2 separate regions of the Danio rerio genome follow, and region 2 is linked to region 1. A link is a contact called in public Micro-C data. All regions are on one chromosome and are shown on one strand. The core of a region is the stretch at or near the end of the contact, and the rest is flanking DNA. Distances in the headings are between cores, read along the strand shown.

The links. Hi-C and Micro-C count contacts between places; a contact is called where the count stands out from the background.
Region 2: a Micro-C map of caudal fin shows a contact between it and region 1, with 3 times the contacts expected there. The contact joins the enhancer-like site here to the promoter of smad6b in region 1. A contact is called at or near these places in 2 of 18 Hi-C or Micro-C datasets (caudal fin and an unstated tissue) and 1 of 4 datasets of contacts at active chromatin or transcription factors (caudal fin).

The regions. Positions count from the first base shown.
Region 1 is chr18:21,031,802-21,038,717 of GRCz12tu, forward strand. It overlaps smad6b (SMAD family member 6b), which reads left to right and starts at 3,467. Exons shown (of 4, transcript NM_001045051.2): 1 at 3,467-4,956. The coding sequence starts at 4,173.
Region 2 is chr18:21,075,200-21,082,115 of GRCz12tu, forward strand. The region is part of intron 3 of smad6b (SMAD family member 6b); the gene reads left to right. Among named protein-coding and RNA genes, the nearest start is that of smad6b, 43 kb to the left of the region's middle. Within about 2 kb of position 3,597, at least 19 of the 62 cell types and tissues checked have an H3K27ac peak or open chromatin away from gene starts, as enhancers often do. A contact at or near this core is called in caudal fin, where this site is marked.

The DNA of each region.
Region 1 (6,916 bases), core at 2,217-4,716:
TTCATAAATGTTGTTTTTAATTGTTAATCAGAAATTTCCTCATTGCTTGAAACATTTTTTTTTTCATTTTATTAATGTTTATTGCATTTAGCAAGTCTAAACTGGTAAATAAATAAGGCAAAGCAGGGTGAGTTTATTTATATAGCTCATTTCATACACAATGGTGATTCAAAGTGCTTTACATTAACAAGAATAAAAGAAACAAGAAAATAAATGATAAAATGATTATAAAATAATTTAAAATTATTAAAACAGGTAAAAACAGATTAAAATGTGTTAAAACGGGTTATAAAAGAATGAAAAAGAAAAGAAAGACATAATTGTGCTGTCGGATGTAGCACAGTGCTCATTCACCAAAGGCACAGCTAAATGTAGATGTGTTTTAAGTCTTGATTTGAGTGTACCTAATGTTGGAGCACATCTGATTATTTTTGGTAGCTGATTCCAGAAGTGGGGGGCATTTAGCTGAAGGTGGATTTACCCTGCTTTGAGTAGAGTCATGGAATTTGTAATTTACTTGATCCTAATTATCTGAGTGATCTGTTAGGTTTGTATTCAGTGAGCATATTTGAAATAAATAATAATTAAATTCAAAAATACAGAAAAAAAGAATACAGAAAAAATACAAAAATGCCCCCATTTAATGTCATAACTGCATTTTACAGTTCTTTTTAAAATTTTAGTCATAAATTTGGAAAATTTTCAGAAATAAAAACAAAATGGATAGTATAGCTTGTTTCAAAAACCATTTCATTTTGAACATAACCAAAACACTTTTTTTTCTCTTCGTCTGCTTAAACCCCTCACTTGAAATGGTTTTGATGTAGGCAAATATTTTGCTGTTTGGGATGCATGGATTCCTTATTGGGTGGTTTGTGTTGGACCTCCTCCCACTCCATTTCATTTCACATCCTCTTGATCGCTTGATAAATAAGGCTGTCAGCGCAAGTCCATTGTTAAGACTGTATTTACATAGCTTCTTGCCGAATAAGCGTGTCAAATACTGTGCTCTGCTTTCTGGCAAGCTGCCGGGAAATTTATTTCATTCACTGTCAATTGTAACAACAGTGGGCACGTCTATTTGCGTTTTGCTTCCTCTTCCAACCAATCCCTGTCTCCGAGGGCAGGTCAGAAATGTTGGGGAACCAATCGGCAGTGTTTATTGCTGAACTTTTGCTACTTTGAGCAAGTTAATACACTGAGAGACATCGCCCCGCCTGCTCTACTCCACAGCCAAAGTCTTTAACCCTTTATGTGCATGAATGAACAAAATGACACTGAAAAGTTTTTCTGATATTTGTAGCCTACATAATATAGGTCATGCATTGTATTATATATATTTGAATATATTTATAAAAAAAAAAAAAATATATATATATATATATATATATATATATATATATATATATATATATATATATGTATATATATATATATATATATATATATATATATATATATATATATATATATATATATATATATATATATTTCTTTCTTTTAAAAATTATATTTGTTTTTACAGTCTTTTTATGTATTTTAATAGAAACATGATTTTCAAAACAATGAAGTCGCCTACATTGAATCTGAAATTGAATTGAACATAAAGGTCAAAGAAAAGGTGCATTGTGTTTGCATGAATGTATTCCATCCCAGGCTACTCAGGACAGGATATTACTATATTTAAGGTCTTTTTGAGGGGGGTTGCATCTCACAGCGTGACCCACTGCTGGAATTCACACCCCAATGAGAGCAGCTCACACCTCATGAGGTCATTCTATGGAATTTCCAACTTCCCATATACTGAAAATTCCTCATGTGCAGGTAACGCATTCTCTGCATCATGCAATAACAAAAACTATTTCAGAATCGGATCCACATGTTTTTGTCAGGTATCTAAATAGATTGCAGTTACAGATGCACATGTAGAAAATAAGTAAAACCGTTTATAAGTATGTTCACAAGCATGAGAAGTAAAGGTAATGCATAGTTTATTAGCGGGAGCTCTATATGTGATATATGATGCACTGTAAAAAAGGCAGGGTTCAATACAATTAATTCATGTTGTCCCAACACAAATTGATTAAGACAACTTAACACTTAGCAAATTTATGTGGATTGAACAAAAAAATTAAGTTGTCCTAATAAAATCTCAATAATTGTGTTATTTCAGCTCATTTTAATTAAGTAGTCTGAACAAGTAAAAAAATGCAATTAATTAATATTACAAATAATATATATATATATATATATATATATATATATATATATATATATATATATATATATATATATATATATATATATATATATATATAAATATATATATATATATATATATATATATATATATATATATATATATATATATATATATATATATATATATATATAAAAAATATATATATAGACAATGTGTGTATAGACAATGAATAGTCAGGAAGAAACAGATTTATTGAAAATTTAAAATTTTTAAACTAAAGTAAAATTGAATATTCTTAGAAAGCTGTTTTTTTCTACAGCAAGTTGCCATTTCATGTTGAGACTATTTTGTCCTAGTGATTTTGTTCTGAGACCATTCTGTAGACCATTTCAATGTGGTCATGCCATTGGCCCATGAACATTTTTGCTTGTTATCAAACTATTTCATGACTGCAATAAGAAGCAATTTAATCATAACTTATTGTTGAAACAGTCATAACATAAAATCATAACATTATTGATTAAAATGTGGCTCTTTTTGGATTCTCGGAAGCTAAATGAAAATTTTAAAACAAGAAACACATTGGGACCGTTGTTTTTGTTTACATCCTTCAAAATGGTCTATATTAACAGTCAATATACTGCAAAGTTTCTCTTTTCAAATTCATATTTTTTCCAGAACATTTCATTGACCATAAAATATACACATAATCGTCATGCATCCGGACCTATAGGTGTCAGTATAAAGCTGAAAACTACTTGAAATAAGATGCCACAAAATAAAAATTAAAACTTTCTGGAGGAATCTATAAAGGGGTTTTTACTATGTAGTATAACTTATTTTTTTGCTCATGCATATTACGTATTATTGTTATTTTGCATTTTTAAGAATAAAAATAAATTGCACAACACTTAACATAAAGTTATGACCGCAGTAAAGTTGCATTAACATCATCATCTTGAAAATGTTTGTTAAATAGCATCAGATTTTTACATTGGTTGTAATTTACGCGAAGTTTTTTTTTCTTTGCTTGGAATAAACAATTATCTTAGTTAGGATATATGAAGAAAAAAGAAATAGATGGATGTTATGCCTTTAAGAGTTAAGAAACTTGAAACCTTGTTTGCGCAACAATCAGTGCAGCTCAGAGCCGCCAAAGTGTCTAGACTAGCACATGATGGTAGTCAGCCAATGGCTCCATCGCTCTCCTCGGGGGCCCTGTGTGTGTGCGTATGTGTGTGTGTATGTGTGTGACAGGGGGAGAAAAAAAGGAAAAAGGGAGAGAAACGGAGAAAGAGAGAGATATCTGGGTTGCAGTTTGACCAGGTCTGAACACGGAACCAGGAGCACATTATAAGTCTACGGATTGTTCCTTTTCTGGCCCCGGCGCGCGCACAAGGATATTTTTGGATCGCAAAAAAGAGAGCGCGCTGGAATTGTGGAAAAACAACCGGAATAGTGAATTCTGCAAGGAATTGTCTGTGGATTTAATTCGCCGAGGAGCAGCTTCATTCATGTCTCCAGACCCGCTGTTGAAGAGTGGATTTGAACGTGTTTCAAAGTCCGAAAACATTTAAGAGCGCGCGACTAGAGTAGATTTTCGCCTGGGGTTTTTTGACATCACATTTATTTGATGTAGTTAAAACCCGTAGTGCATTTTAAATCTGGAAAAAAACATCATCGGACTCTTGGTCCACTTTCCAAACATGGTTCACATGTAGGCTTCTTGACAGCGTTCTTGTAAAATGAATGCGTTTCGCTATGCGGTAGTTTGACGATTTCTGTTTTTAATGCAATATAGCATTGTGCCTTCCAAACTAATGTTGTGGCTTTGCCACCGATATACGGTGCTCGGCTGTGCACGCGCTGCACGGCATTCGGCCAACATTAATGTTGCACGAGCTCAGAAATAGTTTCAAATCGCTGAGATCTGAACGTAAATAACTCATCTAGAGTTTCAAGTTGTCGTATGTTCAGGACGAAACGCTCAGGTCTTGTGCGGCGACTCTGGAGAAGCCGTTTGATTCCAGATAAAGAGGGGGGCGATGGATATGGCAAAAGCGGCGAGGGGTCTCGAGACGATCTGCTTGGCACCAACCCAGAGAAAATTCCCAAGACGGAGTTCAGACCGATGACCCCGAGCGGGTCGCCTAGCGTGGACTATGGGGAAGTGTGTACGAGGAATCCCGCTGAGAGCAGCGGCGGTGGCACCTCAGGGGGCTTTTTGGACCAAGATGGGGGTACGGTATGTACGGTGGGAAGCCCTCGGTCTGTGCAGGACAGCGATTGTAGAACAGTCACTTGCTGTTTATTCAAAGATCGGGACCATCATTCTGGATCTAGAAGTCCGGAGCCAGGCTCGTGCCAGTTTGTGCTGAGGAACATTGGCTCTTCACGGGACCCCGGTCCTCTGGAGAGCCAGGAGTCGAAACCTCGCTCCGTCATGGAGCAGGAGCTCAAGACCGCCACCTATTCACTATTAAAAAGGCTAAAGGAGAAAACCTTGGATACTTTGTTGGAAGCTGTGGAGTCAGGCGGGATGCCGAGCGACTGTGTGATGGTATCGCGGACCGAGCTGCGGTTAGGCGGCCACATGGCTCCTCCACAACTGCTTATCTGTAAGCTTTACCGGTGGTCTGACCTGCAGCACACGGCCCAGCTAAAAGCGCTCTGTGAGTGCAAGAGCTTCGGAGCTCAGGACGGTCCGGTAGTGTGCTGCAATCCATATCATTACAGCCGACTCTGTGGGCCAGGTAAGCGAAGGTCCTGTCGACGATTGTATCTAAAAGTATTTTGCTTTACACCTGCTGTTATGCCAAGGGCTTTCCTTAGGGTTCCCCTAACGGTTGCGTTGAAGCCGTGCTATTGCAGTGATTCATGTACTACAGAATGCCATTGATAAAATGAGTGCAACAGCAAAGAATTAAGAGTTGCTTGTTAGTGTGTGAAGTATTTGTCCTCAGTCAAATGACAGCTTAACGTTTCAGTTAATGAACTACATTAGGCTATAGGCTACCCAACTCCACAGCTCTGTAGTGCCGCTTTATTTTCCAACAATCAAGTTTCTCCAGGAAACTAAATAGCTTAATTGGCAGAAATAAGACAAACATTTCAACTGCATATTAAGCATGACATTTTGATGTATTTATTGCAGGTTTCTGAACTGAGGTTAGATAACATTTGGGACTTTGTCCTAGATTAAATTAGGCACTTTATTAATTATCTGCTACTCAGTGGAGTATGTATTCCTCAAATATGGCCTCAAATAGATTAATTGCTTGATGGTTAGTGCATATTTATTTGTTTTAGAGATGTTAAGGGTCTTGTCTCAAGTAAACACTGTCTGCGTGGCCTAAAAAATCTTAAATCTAACACCAAGTGACTCAAGTCTACTTTTCAAGCATTTCCAAATGTAAGTCATCAGAAATACATTTACTACTACAGTGCTCATAAAAACAATACTTTCTACATTTAAAATACTATTCTGATAAATTCTATCTTAACAAAAATTGTAAAATGAACAGATAGTTTTTCTTTATACACACTTTAAAATCTCACAGATTGATGGGACCATTTAACGACTAGAATTCCTAGCATTCATGTGATAGATTGACAATCCCGTGAGGAGACCATTGACGACCTGAGGCACTTGGCAACCCATAAATCAGTTTTTCCACGATAAATCCTCTCGTATTAAGAGATAATTTTTAATCAAAGGCTTCAAACTGACAATTACACTCTGTGCTCTGTGTTTTATTGGAGTTTCTCAGAGCAGAGACGCTTGAGGGAGACAGCAGCCCCTCTCTCTCCCCTCTGTTCTCTGTAGAGACACACATAGCTCACAGGCGCTCATGCGTGGCCCCATGAAGATGGTATTTCTTTCATGCGATTGAACAACAGAGCCCTCTCAATCTTCAAACTCCATCAATGGTTTTGACGGCTTTTTTCAACTTTAATTTTCACAGGCCACTTTAAAGAGAGAAATCCTATTGTTCGGTTGTTGCCCTATGCACACAAGTCCATTTAATCACCTAAAACAAATTTTGCAATGCATTTGACTAGAATCGTTTACCACAGGGTTTGTTTATCAGTATACTTTTTACATTTGTTTTGTTGTAGCTGTTTATTAGGATGGCAGAATCACTTGAACAAAACCTTAATAATATCAGTTTCAAGTTGCACTTTAAAAGTCCCTTTTTTTCCTAAGGAGAACCCCCTCATGCTATTTAGGTGAAGGAGTGGCAGTAATATACAGTTTGCATACAACTGGCGCCAGACTGACTCGCTGTGTATCTGAGTGACTGAGTTTAGGATCCTGGCAATTACTGCCGCCACTCTTAAAGAGACAGTCCACATTGTGCTTTTCTTTTTTCCCCCATGACCAAAAGGCGAGGTCATTAGTTGTCCAGAGACTTATTTTTCCCTTTTGTGCATTGGAACCTTTAGTGATTCTAGAAGAGATTTACTCTTTTCAAGGTTGAAAAACGTTATTGTACTTATACAAGTAGTTTTAGAATTAATCTTAAATGAAGAAGTCGTCACGACTGGTGTCCATGCCATTAAAAGGTGAATCGTCTCAAAAACAGGCTTGTGTTTTATTACGTTGTGTTAAAGTCCAGAAAGACATTAAAATAAACAATTCGTCACCTTGGAGTTATAAGGTTCTACCTAACTTTTTTTTTCCCCTCAATGATTTACATATTTTTATTCAAC
Region 2 (6,916 bases), core at 2,347-4,846, 44 kb after region 1:
GACAAAGAGAAATTTGGAATATAAATCTCTGTTTGCTTCTTAAAAAAACCTAAACATTTGTTATGTAATAATATATATTAATAACTGTGCTATGTAAGCTTCTTTTAATAAAGTTTGTTTATTTAAGCACACTCACACACATGGTCAAAGTCTATTTATAATAATGCTATTAAATGTATAAAATATTTCTAACTCTGTTATAAAATGTTTCATAATAATGAATTATTTTTTTATTTATATTTAAAACATATATTTCAAACACAAACTAAAATAACATAGCTCTTTAGTGTACAACTGGCTTCACAATTTCAACAGAACTTAGCAGTACAAAAAAAAAAAACATTCATGTAATGTTATATTAATAATACAAAACCATCGTCTAGCCACATTTTGACCCATTGTAAACTATTTAATATGCACATGACTGTAACTGCGCATCACTTGAACTGGCGTGTCGTTGCTTAACAACCATAAGCATCCAAACTCCGCCTAACTTTGTGCCTAATAACACCCCTTAATAATATGCTGCTCCTCGTCTTGACTTGCCTAAAACACATCCCACTCTGCGTTTTCACATTACTCCACGTTTTCTCATTGCACGTGTAAATAACGCAAAACAATCCTGCCCACTGATAGCCACACATTGCATACAGCGCAATACCGGCCTGTCCAACGCAGACTGTTTTCTTCTTTGATGTGAATATGAATGTCTGGCTTGGGAACGGCCTGAGAATTGCATGTTTACCTTACTGATTGAGTAGCACGTCCACCAGAGCATTATGTACAAGCTATGAGTTTCAAAGGAAATACCTTTGAGGCTGTCTAGCTGTGCGTGCGTGTGCGTTTTGTTCATTTCCAGCTTTGTAAAAGTAACTGGTATTTGTCTGAGAGCAAATGGAGACTAAATAAAAGACTTTAGCCTCCTGACAAAGTAACCTTTAGTCTCACGGCCTCCTTAAGCTCTGGCTTTGTAAGTCAACAAGGCCCTTGCTGTTGTTTGATCTCAGCTGCCCATGTTTGCTTTCCCTTGAGCAATTTACTACTCTAATATAATCTTTTCCTTGAGCAACTGTTGCGTTTTCAGACTTTTTTTTTTTTTTTTTTGCACCTGTGGGCAGCATGCAGAATGAATTGCTTTTCTGTAAATTGAACACATATTTAGTTTAGAAAAGTTGTGTAAATTACTTAAGTTGTGTTAATTACACAAACTAATTAAATGAATTGAATTTTCACAAGTAAATACAATTGATTAAACATTATATTTTAAAGTTTATAGTTTGAATCTACTTAAGCAGCTATATCATAGTAGTGGTGTACAATATTCAAGGTGTCTGCGGCATCTTAAATTTACTGAAAGAATGTCCTGGAGGTCTTAATTCATTTTAAATGGGTCTTAAGTTTCTCATGTCCCTGTACATTTATTTATATTTAGTTGATTATAATTTTTATATATATAATATATAAAATATAATTTTTTTGTTGGAATAAATGCTTGTTTTGACACATTATTTAAATATTATTTAATAATAATTATTTACACATTATTTAATAATAATAATAATAATAATAATAATAATAATGATAATAATAATTATTATTATTATTATTAATATTATTATTGTATATATTATTATATATTAAATACTTTTCTGCTGGCCCAACCAGATCATTAGAAAAAAAAAAATTTAGCATTTTGTCCTGGTTAAGCCTGACATTTCATTCCTAATGTCTTGAAAAGGTCTTTAAAAGTCTTAAATATTTATGAAACCTGCAGAAACCCTGAATATTGACAAAAAACGTAATCACACTTTTTTTTATTAAAAGAATTAAATCATTTTTGCTGAGTGTGTTTCTGAGTTGATACCTTTGATGGTTTAAGCCTGTTATAGATTTAAAATAACCACTGGTTGATGGTTCAAGCCCCTGTTTTAACGAATGAATCGTTCAGACGTCACAATGCGTTCAATGTGTGTCGGCATACTGCCTTCTTAGGCGCAAGTCATTTATTAAATAAAGAAGAGTTACGTAGAAGAAGAGTTATGCAGCTTCTCCTATACCACAGCAAGTTACGATTTTACTTTTGATATTTGGCAGCAGTAATCAGGAAGTGAAGATTTTTTTTCTCTTTGATTTGTTGGATAGAAACAATGTTTTGTTCGCACATCTTTTATGTGATATTTCAGTTTTTCGCATGAATTTGATAAGCATTTTTGGATGGAAATATTGCTAATGAATAACTTAATCATTGTCTAGTAGGTAGTGGCAAGTCCCTGTTTAAAGATTAACTGAAAAATTATTTTAAATGATTTGTTCAAAAACGGCAGGCGACGTGGATGTTCAAAATGGCTGATTCATATAGAAACAATACAAAATGACTTCCTTTGTGTATAAATCAATGGGGAGTAGGATGTGGCAAGTCTCAGTCTTAATGAGTGATTCACTGTATAATTAATTCAAATGGTTCATTCAAAGTAGCGTATTTATTTATTTAAAAAAAAGTGAGTGATCGTCTAATGAATAAATCGTTGAACGGTTCCATTCGTGAATGCGTTTGCACGCTGATATTAAAAAAATTGTCGTGCTTGTGTAGTATGTCAGATCTAAATCATATCTATTAAAATACTAAGTGCATTGCAACAGCATTATATTAGGATTCTTCAAACACTGAATACTTGTGCTAGATCAAAAATGTGTTTTGTTTGTTGCATAGTGATTTTTTAAACACCCAATAATGTAAAAAAATAATCTTATTTTTACAGATTATAAAATCCACACACCCCCCATCTAATTACATATAATAATTAGGGGGTTTTGTTTTAAGTACAAAACAACTGTTACTCAACACATGGTTTGTTCAAACTAATTATTAAATGATTATATTATTATAAAATGAGTTAAACTAGTACATTTTTATGTTTGTTAAGGCACAACTTAATTGTTTTATGTTCAATCCACTTAAATGCGTAAAAACTATGAAATTAGCTTAATCCATTTGTGTTGGGAAACATGTAGGAATTGTGTGAAACCCAGCATTTTTTTTACAGTGCATCATGTTTAGTTTAGAAGTGGGTCAGACGTCAACCTGAAGGCGTTAACAACGTGTCTCCAAAGAGATTGACACTGGTGGAGTCGGTTTTTAGAATATAATAACAATAATAACACACACTACCTATCTAATGGGTAAACGGAGCTGTTGAAAGGTGCTGGGGTTAAATGAACGCAGAGCGGCGTAATTGCTCCCAGCTTTTGTCTTCCAGCCTGTCCGCAACAAAAAACACTGAAGGGAGAACACAGTTAGCACTTAGTCTGGCATCATTATCTCTCCTCCAAGTGATGAGCCCAAAGCGCTTAAGTGTTGTTAACTAAACCGTTGCTGAGTCATTAAGGTACATGAGTTTAGATGTCCACCGCCTTTGAACTTACACCTACTCGCTGCAGTTGATAGCCTAAATGAGGTTTATTATACTAAAGTAGCGTCATTGGTTGCGATTATAGCCGCGCTGCCGTCCGTCTGTCTGTCTTCGGTCTGAGTAAGGCTGTATTTGCAGCTCTGGCGGCTTGTCAGAGGCTCTTCACTGACTCATGACTGAGGCCTCCAGGGAAGGGGAGACAGGAACTCTGTATCCTGCTTGTTGTGGCGCTTGCTGATGTGCATTTTCCAGCTTCTACCTGAGCACAAGCACGCACACACACACACAAACAAGCTGCAAATGCTGTGCTCATTTCATGTGAAAGTTCTGGATTTGATTCAGGAAATGAAACACACAGGTGAATGACCTGTCGAAGGGGAGGAGGATGATAGATGTTGTATATAATGAGTATTTACTGTGGAATTTTGTTAGAAAGATGGTTTTCAGCCTGTATAAGCTGCAGTGCATCAGTATTTCTTTTTAGTTTGTTTATTATTAGTGTATGTTATATTGTTGTTGAAGAAAATATATTAATTACAACTTAAATGGGTACATTTGTATATATTTGCGTTTAAAGGAAATGTTTGTACAAGTACAAACATTTAGTACAAGTAGAAAGTTAGAAATGTAGTGTATAAAGGTATGTATATTTTAAGTATAAATACAATATAATGTCAAAATATATAGTAATTATGTATAGTTAATGTTAGTTTAGGTATTTACTAACATTAACAAATATTGCACTGTACATTTATTACAGTAATTATTTATTTTTGTTAATGTTAATCAAAATATAGTTGTTCATTCTTAGTTCATTAACTCGCAGTGCATTACTAATGTTAACAAACATGGATTTTGACTTTAATAATTAGTAAATGTTAAACTAGGATTAGTAAATGCTGTGCAAATATTGTTTATTATTAGTTCATGTTAGTAAATACATTAACTAGTGATTATTGTACTTATTGTAAATTGTATGTGATGTATAGTACTTATTGTAAAGTGTGACTAATATATTTAGCTCAAAACACACGCACTCGCAGTCATTTAAAAAATGTATATTTATTGTTTGTCAATTTAAATATTAATAAGCTCATTTAGAGGCAGGAACCGGCAGATGTGCAACAACTTTAAACATAAGGTAAACACACAACAATGGCATTTCACACTGTAAACACATGATCTAATGATCTCTTGGCTCTCAGCACTGCCCTTGCTCGTAACCGCTACCAAACTGACCAATCACAGAGCTTGCGCTAAACGTCGTTGTGACGTGTATTTTTTTTAGATTTGCACGGGGGTCACGTGACTAAACACTCGGAAGGTAAAGTAATTGAAAAAAGTTGGAAAAATTTGATTGATTATAGGTTCTGAATGTCGATTTCGATTACTTTTTTATTAATTGCCCAACCCTACCATGTCTCCTGTACAGTACAGAATGCATTCAGCTTGCCAAATTTACATAAATCCTTGATTGCTAGAAGTGTTACTCTGAAATGCTGTACTGTGTACTGTCGAGCACTGTCAAAGGCACCTGCGGTAACACCCAAAAGGCAGAGGAAGATGCTTGTCATCACACAAAAAGCTGAACTTCTGGACATGCTAAAGAAAGGTAAAAGTTACGCTGCCTTAGGGCGCCATTACAGGAAAAAAATGAAGATCAAATGGTTTTGATCTTTAGTTTCATTCTATAATACTGGACTTATTTTTCTACAAAGATTTGAACTTTGAGAGTATTTAAACAAGAGTGTGAAAATGTTAATGCCTGTCTGAGAAAAGTGGATAAAGTGTGTTAGTGAGGGGTTTTACCGCCTTCACAGATTTCGCCTATCGCGGGTTATTTTTAGAATGTAACTCCTGCGGTTAATGAGGGACCACTGTATATGTAAATGATTTATGCTAACCCTGCCAGTTCAGTTAAAAAAATATTAAAACATAACTTTAAAAAATAGTAAATTTTTAGCTTAAAATATTTTGTTTGTTCGATTGTAGTTTAATTAAAATTCTAAAAGGTTTTTTATTGGTTTAAGATTTAGACGCTTTACCTGACAAAATATGTTCATGCAAAATATGTTCATGTTCATGTTCAAAAAAAAAAAAGCTGTCGTAATTGCAGAATCTACTAGTCACTATCGACTGATTAAATCAAATACGATTTTAAAAACAAATTCTTGTGTAGCTTATCATGGAACTACGTCTCTGTGTAGTAAACTCGGCTCCATCTGAACACATGTGCTGGAAGTTTACTAGAGCTGGCTTTACTGACAACATGCACATGAAAATTGACCTAAAATTAGGGATGTCAAAATCCAATCACGTGATAGGAAATCGGGCCTATCATGCAGTTTCAGACTCAATCAAATCTGACATTACCTCCCGATCAGAACTCGAATATATATATAAATTCCCATTATTTTTTTACACATCTATAGTTATGCGGTGGCACAGAGTTAGATCTCTTTCAAGACTTCATACAGAAACAGCAACGCGGCATGACATCACTTTGTTGCAGAGACGCTATTGGTTAAATACTGGCAGCACAGAAGCAGCTTGAAGCGGAAAGTGCGAGTATGTCTGTTGCCTGGAGGTTTTATAAAGTTGATGATGACAACATTGCCATAGTAAACTGTGAGATATGTATACTGGGGATTGCCTGTTGGGTATTTCAAGTTGAGGAGCTATTTCTATTTATATTAGATTTTTTTATATTTGGTGTTGCGCTAAAGTCCAAAAGTGTAGAATTGCTACCTCACAGAAGTGCTCTGTTTGTTAATAGAGATGTTCAATGTTAAAATAAGGTGAATTAAATTAAAATAAGGAACATCCTGGATCTGTTTCTTAGCTCTTTTTTATTCTTTTTATGTTGTGTAGAAGTATCTGATCGGGTTTGGGTATCAGAAGATCCTCAAAATCAAATGACTCGGATTTGCATTTGAGGGAAAAAAAACCTGATCAGGACATCCCTACTTAAAACAATCACCCAGCCCAAACAACTTTGTTCCAAAGATATCTTAGGCAGAACTTTCTAGCCAGGATAAAAAGGAAGAGTAAATCTAACAAACAAAGATGGCACTGATTGGTTTTGCATTCTGAGAATTTAATGAGTTTGCCCGATCTGTTCTCTTCCTTCCCCGTCTCCTTTCCCACTGACACACACTCACACGGCATCGCTGAGACGAGAACAGCCAAAACACACACTTCTCTCTCAAACACAAACATTGGCTGATGTTCTCTTCAGCTCTAATACACTTAAAACACATGAACACACACGCACAACACCCTCAGGAAAAGGGCCGGTCTCTGGGCTGAGCATTGTTCGCTCCCAAGCTAAACATTAAAAAGATTATTAACCTTTAATCTTTGCACCCCTGTTTAAACCCACAGAACAGCCAGCGCAGACTCAACCACCCCTGTTCTGTGTCTCTTTCCTCTCTCGCTCGTGTAAAAAATGGGGGGCATTAATCAAACCCCGGCATATGTAGAAGTGTACAGCCATGTGAACCTTC